3 separate regions of the Mus musculus genome follow, and regions 2 and 3 are each linked to region 1. Evidence: chromatin contacts called from public HiChIP or PLAC-seq and promoter capture Hi-C data. All regions are on one chromosome and are shown on one strand. The core of a region is the stretch at or near the end of the contact, and the rest is flanking DNA. Distances in the headings are between cores, read along the strand shown. Region 1 holds the start of Slc2a4 (solute carrier family 2 (facilitated glucose transporter), member 4). Region 2 holds the start of Pld2 (phospholipase D2). Region 3 holds the start of Spag7 (sperm associated antigen 7).

Evidence for each region. Promoter capture Hi-C pulls out the DNA fragments that hold promoters and counts their contacts. HiChIP or PLAC-seq counts read pairs in DNA pulled down with a chosen protein or histone mark.
Region 2: a contact with region 1 is called in a promoter capture Hi-C map of liver, with 4 times the contacts expected there. The contact joins the promoter of Pld2 here to the promoter of Slc2a4 in region 1. A contact is called at or near these places in 2 of 39 promoter capture datasets (both in liver).
Region 3: an H3K27ac HiChIP or PLAC-seq map of embryonic stem cells shows a contact between it and region 1, with 2.3 times the contacts expected there. The contact joins the promoter of Spag7 here to the promoter of Slc2a4 in region 1. A contact is called at or near these places in 3 of 115 datasets of contacts at active chromatin or transcription factors (embryonic stem cells, epiblast stem cells and fetal liver).

The regions. Positions count from the first base shown.
Region 1 is chr11:69,946,837-69,949,545 of GRCm38.p6, forward strand. Slc2a4 (solute carrier family 2 (facilitated glucose transporter), member 4) reads right to left here and starts at 1,354. Exons shown (of 11, transcript NM_009204.2): 1 at 1,113-1,354. The coding sequence starts at 1,145.
Region 2 is chr11:70,538,965-70,541,664 of GRCm38.p6, forward strand. It overlaps Pld2 (phospholipase D2), which reads left to right and starts at 1,308. Exons shown (of 25, transcript NM_008876.3): 1 at 1,308-1,650; 2 at 1,881-1,990; 3 at 2,099-2,229; 4 at 2,333-2,475. The coding sequence starts at 1,882.
Region 3 is chr11:70,668,021-70,670,720 of GRCm38.p6, forward strand. It overlaps Spag7 (sperm associated antigen 7), which reads right to left and starts at 1,396. Exons shown (of 7, transcript NM_172561.3): 1 at 1,177-1,396. The coding sequence starts at 1,261. It overlaps Camta2 (calmodulin binding transcription activator 2), which reads right to left. Exons shown (of 23, transcript NM_001190376.1): 21 at 2,529-2,700; 22 at 2,326-2,400; 23 at 1,443-2,242. The coding sequence ends at 2,179.

The DNA.
Region 1 (2,709 bases), core at 104-2,603:
TCACTGTAAACAGAACGCCACAGGAACCTGGGCATGTAGGAAAAAACCGATCTCTGTGTCCACACCACAGGCAAAAGTTTGAGGATCTGGACCTCAAAATTCCCCTGTGACCTTGAGACAGACTCAAGACTTGTGTGACCTTGGGTAAGTCACTTCCCCACTCTAAACTGAACCTGGATTTCCTCTTCTGTCAGGTGATATTGCCTCCCTCGGCTACCTGTCAGTCTGTGAAAACACTTGAAAAATCAAAATCAACTATAACAGTATCCCAGACAGTGCCTGTTTTATAAACTAATATAAATAATGTTTTAACATCACCTCTAGCCCTTGTCTCTTCCTTCTGGAAGTTCTCTCAGCTTGCTCCAGTAGGCCGTAAACAGGCCCAAGAATGGCTAGTCCAGAAAGGGCGTCTGGGTCATTGCTTTGGGGTAGCCTTTTAGGTCTAGGCCTAGCCAACCCTCAGCTCCTAAACTGGGACCAAGTACTCGGGGATGTGAGGGGGGATTTTAGCAGGGAGAGAGAGCCATGCCCAGGGGAAGAGGAGGGATGGTAGTGAGTGGTGTGAGGGGCGGTGGCAGTGGTGGCTACTGCTGGCGGCACAGTCTGTCTCCAAGAGGAAACCTGAGCTGGGGGGGGGGGCTGACACTCCCCTCTGCCCCTCCACCCACCGCAAGGCCGAGAGAAAGTTCAGCCTCCTGGAAGACAGCCAGCAGTGGGGGTGGGGCCCCCGAAGTGCTCGGGTCCTAGAAACACCGTAAATCTGAACAGCTCCGGGAAGGGAAGGCGAGACTCTGGATCTACCATTCCAAATAGAGTCGTGGGCAGAGTGTCACCCCATGCAGTGCACAGTAGGCTAGGAGACAAGTTCTGGATTCCCGAGAATCCAGTCTCTCAGCCTGGGCGCGTAAAGAGTCTCTCGGACCCACTCTGTCTCTTGGCGGGATTGGAATTTGACAGTCACGGGTTGTCTAGGCTGAATATAAATAGCCAGCCCCCCATCTCCAACCCCTGCGCCTGCGCAAGAACCGCCTCCTAGCTGACCCCAACCCCAAACTCAGCCCAAGAAAAACTGGACCAGATTTCCCAATTCGCCCCGGTATGCTGAACCTTACGTCAGAGCCGATCTGCTGGAAACCCGACGGCATCTTGTTTTAAAAGAAGAAAAGACTCAGGCGCTGCAATAAGAAAAAAATGAATAGGGTATAGGGTCCGGGCCTGGCCGGCACGAGACCCCGGCGTTCGGAAGCCGTGTGCAAAGGGCGGGTCTGGTGGGACTCACTGCCACAACCCACGGAACCGGAGAGCACCAAGGCTCTCCGGGATCTAGTGAGACCCGCTTGAGGGGGAAAGATGCGGAGAGCTGAAGCCACCTCCCCACTCCCGCCCCGCCATAGGACACGCCCTTCACAACACCCATTGGCCAGGAGCCCGCACACCCCAAAAGGCCACGCCCCCACCCCTAGCCCTAGTGCTGGCTGGGGAGACACGCCCCTAAGGTTCCCGCCTGCTTCTGAGTTTTCAAAGTAGGGTCCTTGGAACAAAAGGCTCTTCCCGCCATCCAAAATCTTGGACTGCGAAATTTCTGAAAGAATTGAGTGCAGCTGGTCCCCCTGAAAGGTCGAAGAGGAGGGTATGGGCTACATGTACTTGCCAGGGTACGGGGTAACTCCAGCAGGATGACATAGAGCCCGCGTGTGTGTGTGTGTGTGTGTGTGTGTATGTGTGTATGCCCCGAAGTAACCCGGAGTGGCTATTTTTAGTTCCCACGTTAGGCTCCGCCAAATGTCAGGTCCCGGGTGTCCCAGCCTGTCCCAGGCGGGGGAGGGCAAAGGAGATGGAGCCTTAAAGGGTCCGCGACACGCTTCCCACGAGGAGATGATCCAAGGGACCAATAACTTCCGTTCCTAGTGTATCTGGAGACCATGCCTGATCGTCCTTTCTTTCCACGCATCTCTGGGCGGCGCGCTGCCTACTGGCCCATCCCCTCCACATAGTCTCTACACTGGTTCTTGGAGGGGACCCAAGGGACAGGTGCTCACGCCAGTCACACCACCCTCCCTGAAGTCCCTGAGCCTCCAGGCATGTGCTGGCCGCGTGGGCGACAAGCTTTCCAGAGTCAGCTACTGTTTTGGGTCTACAGCTGAGAGGGCACGACCTAAGCACGTCCAGGGAGAGAGCTGGCGAAGAATGTGGAGAGAGAGCTCAATTCAGAAAAAGGCCCAAGAGAAGTGCAAGGCTTCTGGCGCCACCTAGAGGGAGAGCGAGGAACCTTAGTGGATTGCACCAGGGTAGCTAACTTCTGGGGTGGCTCTCTTCTATTAACCCTTCCCCTGAGAGCTCAATAACCTACAACCCAGCCCTCTATGGAACGCCAGACCTGAGTCTAGCTGCCGCCAGAATGGTACCGTTTATATGACGAACACGTACAAGTATGGACCTCCTTCAAGTTCCTTTTCCCAAGGAGCTAACCAGTCACTTTCATGGTGTCTTCTCAATGTTGGTGTTTTGACTTCTCTTGCACATTGGTTTTCTTCATCCGTACCACTACCACTTTATTCTGGACTATCCTGTCATGACTGCTTTTCTTGCTTCTCCTCTTCCCTGAAGAGGAGGGTGGAGGGGCAAGAAAGATGGCTCAGCAGATAAAAGCATTGACTGCTCTTCCAGAATCAGGTTTGATTCCCAGCACACATGTGGAAGCTACAACCA
Region 2 (2,700 bases), core at 58-2,557, 590 kb after region 1:
GACAATAGGAAATACAGTTAACGCTGTTAATATTCAGAGATGTACAATTAAGACTGCAGTGGTAAACCTTTCAGACCACTCTAATGGATAACAGGAAGGATCTATGGAATTGAATGTGCACCGTGCTATGGAGCAGCTACAACAGAAGTACCATACACTGGTTTTTAGAAATATAAAATAGAAGAGCCATTTTGGAAAGTTTTTGTATTTAATTGTTTTCTCTATTTTGGCTTTGTGTGTATAAATGTTTTGTGTGTGCAGTGGCCACAGAGGCAAGAAGAGAACATCAGATCCCCTGGGGACTGCTTGGTGAGCAGCCATGTGGGTGCTAGGAATCAGACTCAGGTCCTCAGCTCATGCACAGAGCCATCTCTCCAGCCCCGGGGTTTGTTTTTTCAGCAGTGTTTTGCTGTGTAGCCTCAGCTGGTCTCAATGCCCAAGCTTCACAATACTCTCTCCAATTCTCTGTGCTGCTGAGCTACAAACTGCCAAGCCCAGACCTCGACAGCAAACAGTAAGTTAAACATACACTTATATGACCCAGTAGTTCCACTCTAGTTGTTTACAGAAGAGGAATTAAAATAATAAGTCCACAAAAATGACTGGCACATAAATGTTTATTGGAGGTTCATTTCCAGTGAACAAAACCTAAAACAATTCAAATGATGATTCAGCGGAAATTTGGAAGGGAAAAAAAGGACAGCCTTTAGGATCTGGGGAAAAAAAGTTTTTTCCAGACTGAAATTTACAGGCGATTAGGTTCCAGGTTCCGAAATTGGTCTGTTATTGTCGCTCAGTGTCGGGCTAATCACTCCTGCGTTAAAAGAGCGTTTCAAGAATGAAGAATGCGATTTCTCATACAGCAACGAACTTGGCAGTCACTCGGCTTTTTATGCTCTTATTACCTTCCATCAACAAAGGCTATCTGTACCGGGCCCACCAAGGGGACATCTGCAGGTCCTCGCAACCCAGGCCGTTCTGCCCGGATTCCAGGCAGTGCTGGGGACCAGACTACCCAATGGCCGCGCGCGCGCGCGCGCGCAGTAGAGGAATGTGCACTACGTGGATCGCACACTGGGGGGTGCTGGACATAGCCAGCAGGTGCCCCGAGGGCAGCTGGAGGAAGAAGACAGCCCTGGGGAGTGGGCGGCCTCCGGAGTGGGCGGCCCGGGCCCGGGCGTCTCTAACGCAGGGCGGGCAGAGGACGGCGGGGGCGGGACCCAGTCGACGCGACAGTCGTGGAGGTGAGCCCTGGGGGCCTTCCCGCCCCCCGAGGGCAGGCTCTGAACCCCGGCCCCGCCCCGGCCCTCTGGGGTGTAGGCTCCTGGCTGAGTTCTGCCTGCTTGCGAACCCGCACGGGCGCCGGGGTCCGCATCCAGGGTGCGGGGGCCCGGGACGTGGCGCGGCTGAGGTCCGGAGCCCCGGGAACCGGGCGGGGACGCTGTCGGGCTGGAGCTGCAACGGCCTTCTGACTCAGCCGCTCGTCCAGATTTCGGGATCTCTCTCCTGGGCGGGGAGCGCGCAACTTCCTCATTCCCGCCCGGACCCTTGCTTCCAGCCAGTCTGACCTGACTTCGAGCCTCGCTGTCACCAGGGCTCCTCCCTTGGACTTAACCTCGCCCCAGTTCGAGGCCATCCCACCTTAGCTAGGTGCTTTTTTGGACCTGAATTTGGAATGAGAAGCGGGGCTGAGAGGCTCTGGTTGAAGGCTGGGGGAGGGAATGGAGGTTGCAGGGGTGGGTGTTAGAGGGGCGTCGGTCTACAACCCTAGACGTTGAGAGTCACTGAGTAAGACGGGAGAGGACCGACCGGGGGCGTTGGATGGGGAAGGGGTGTTTCTGTAGGGCGAGTCCCTTCCTGAGGCTTCCTCATATTCCTAGGATGACTGTAACCCAGAAGAACCTCTTTCCCTATGGGGACTATCTGAACTCCAGCCAGTTGCACATGGAGCCAGATGAGGTTGACACTCTGAGGGAAGGAGAGGATCCAGGTATAGAGGGAGATGGCTCCCAGAGAGGGGAGATAGGGATCTGAGGCCTCCTGAGATCTTTACACCCTTGGGTTGTTTTGTTTTTGTTTTGCTTTTTTCCCCTCCCAGCTGATCGAATGCATCCCTATCTGGCCATCTATGACCTTCAGCCTCTGAAAGCACACCCCTTGGTGTTCGCCCCTGGGGTCCCTGTTATAGCCCAGGTGGTGGGCACCGAAAGATACACCAGCGGATCCAAGGTCAGTCACCAGCGGATACCAGGGAAGGCGAGAGAGGGAGTCCTGGCCCAAGTGGAGGCCTGGGTTGGGCCAGAAGACATATTTTAGATTTTCATATCCCCAGGTGGGAACCTGTACTCTATATTCTGTTCGCTTGACGCATGGTGACTTTACCTGGACAACCAAGAAGAAGTTCCGACACTTTCAGGAGCTGCATCGGGACCTCCAGAGACACAAAGTCTTGATGAGTCTGCTCCCTTTGGCTCGGTGAGTAGAACTCGGTTGCTTCCCGTGAAAGGCAGGTACTTCTCACCCCATGGCAGCCTCACTCACTCCTGTCTGTCTGACTCTTATCCCCTGGGCATTTTCCTTCCTCAGCTCTGTGCCGTGCCCCCTCCCTTGTCCCTGGTTCCCAGGAAACTTTCCCTGCTTGGATCTCCTCCATAGTACTGTGCCAATATTTTAGCCAGGCTGGATGCCCAGAATTGTCCT
Region 3 (2,700 bases), core at 146-2,645, 720 kb after region 1:
AGTAACTCTAACTCCTGTTTCCTATTAAGCTCTGCTTTCCCATAGCTTTCGAACAGACTGCACTCCCTTTACTGAGTTACCTATTCTTTGTTGCTCGGCTCATTTCAGACAAGCCTGGGACTCCCAATTAATCTTTCCTACACATGTATATTAATTGGTTATTAAAATTCCGTATGATCATTAATAAACGTCCCAGACATGGTCTATAATCTCCTTGATGAGCATCTTTGGCTTCACAAGTTTTGTAAATAAGGGAGTACAGATATTTAACAGTCTTTGAACATTCTGAAAGCATCCTGTCTTGCCTCCTTTGAGCAGATGGGTAGTAGGTGCGGGTAGGAGACTTATCCACGACCAAGGCTCACGTGGTTGGGAGCTGGATGCACCTAAGGCTATCCTTTCTATAAAGTCCTTCACATGCGCTCCAAGCCAATACAGGGCAGGCCACTTCGGGCCGCACCCTACCCTGGCTGCCAAACCCCAGCGAGCTTTCTGGTTAGCTACTCAGCGCGGGGGCTGGGAAGGAGAGATGGCGAATCGGAGCCTGCGGGGCATTCTCATCTCTCCAATCAACATCACGATCTAGTTGGGCAGCACAGGAATTTAAGGCTATAGTTAGGAAAGGGCGGTGGAAGGTATGAGGGACTGGGTCAACTCAAGAAGGGGCATAAAGATAGGAGGATCCAGCCAACCAATGGGAGGAGCTGAGGCTGAGGTCGGTCAGAAAAGGTAACACTTTAAAGGTAGAGCTTTTGGCTGAGCTAGCCAATAGAGGGGAACAGACGGGTGGATGGGCGTGCCCTAAACTCAATCGTAATAGAACTGGAGATTCGCGGGACCGAGGCGATGGATACGACATCCTCCAATCGGAAGAAAGGCATCCTACTAATCAGAGCTCACCAACAGCAGACAGGCAGGCCCGTTGACCAATCGCAAACAAGGACTGTAAAAGGCGAGGATAGGAAGAAGAGACTGGAGGTAGAAGGCAGGCTGAGGTAGCCAATCATTGTTTGCAAAAGACAGCGGGCGGGCCGACAGGCCTTTTAGGGACTCTGAGGGTCTCAGAAGTGGCCTGTGGGGGGTCTGTTAGGGTAGGAGGTGGCATTATTCAAAGAGGGAAGAGTGTGGTCCCAAGAATCGGGCGAAGATACGCGGTTGTGAATCTGGGATCCTCACCTCGGGCCTTGCGCCGACTCTCCTGGTCACCGAGGCTGGGTGGTTTCTCCATGGAGCTCAGGATGGAGCCCAGTAGGTCCGCCATCTTGGGAATGAGTGAGAGGGGGCGGTGCGTCTTAAAGGGAAGGACGAAATGCCTTTAAGGCCGGAAACACGTCGGAAGCGAAAAACCGCGCTGCTCCGCCCCGCTTAAGGCAGCGAGATGAGGCCGGCGACTTGCGTGGCGACCTTCCTACCCCGCCCCCAGCAGAGAGAGGCCGGAGGCTAGCTGGTGCAGAGACGTTTAATGGCAATTCGTATAAACCAAGCCCATGCACAAGTAGAAAGTGCTCGTGGAGCCAGCCGGGGGCTCCCGCCGCGCCAGGGAATCAGACGCCCGGCCGCGCAGCGCCTTAAATAGATTCTTCACTATACTCTGTATGTTACAGTTATGTACACACCCCTCCCCACGGGAGCGGGACTCCGCCTCGCGATCCTATGTACACCCCCTCCTCTTTGGCCCCTACGTGGGCGACCAGAGAGTCAGGGTGATGGGGAAGACAGGGCCAGGAAAGGAGGAAACAGACGCAAACATGCGGAGTCAAGGTGGGGGCAGTCACCCCTGAAACACGAGGGCGCGCGCAGCGAAGGCAGCGGTGGGGACCGAGGCGGATACATTCATCAGAGACTCTCGAACAAATAAATAAGGCAAGTCAGGAAGGTCCGAGTCAGGTGCAGGCAGGAACGGGGATATGGAGAAGGTGCAGGCAGGGCTCCGGAGGTCACAGCTGAAGATGCAGATATGTGGGGCGTGGGTCTTCTGGAGCCGGAGACCAAAAGAGGAGGCACAACCAGAAGGGAGGAAACGTGTAAGGCCTGGGGGCGGGGGTTCTACGAAGGGCTCCCAAAAAGGTGAAGGGGTGAAGAGCTGCCGACAGGGGGCTCCCCTAGTCCCGAAAGCCCTCTCCTTGTTTAGACAGCCAGAAGGGGCTCCCAGGGTTTTGAAGAAAGGCGTTGGAGAGGTCAGGTGGCCAGTCCTGGCTGGGGCAGCCCCTCCAGCTCCTGGTTCTGCTTCAGTTCCCTCATTCTGCGGAGAGACAGAGCCAAGTCAGAGGAGACTGATGGATCAGAAAAGGTGTCAGGGCAGAGAGGTAAGGATGGGGTTAGAACCTGTGTCGGCAGCGCCGCAGGAACCTCATTATTTTCCGGGCTGCCTGGTCTTGCTTCTTGGTGAGAAAGGTGCCCCTGGTGGGAAAGAAGAGTCCCCACTTTAAGACCATTGTAGGGAAAGGCTGGAGGGCCGATAGAGGTAGTGGGCATTAACAAAGAGGTAAACTGAGGGCTGTATAGGGGCAGGAAGGGGTGGTCCCTACTTGTTTCGAGCAGGAAGGGGGCCTGAGGGCCGGTGAGGAGGCCCCGGCCTGCGGCGGTAGGAGCGGTAGTGCTGCTGGATAAGCACCGCTGCTCGGCGGCTCTGCTGAAACCGCTTCTGTTCATAGTAGCTTCGGAACTTGCTCTGAATCAGGATGGCCGCCTGAGTCATTT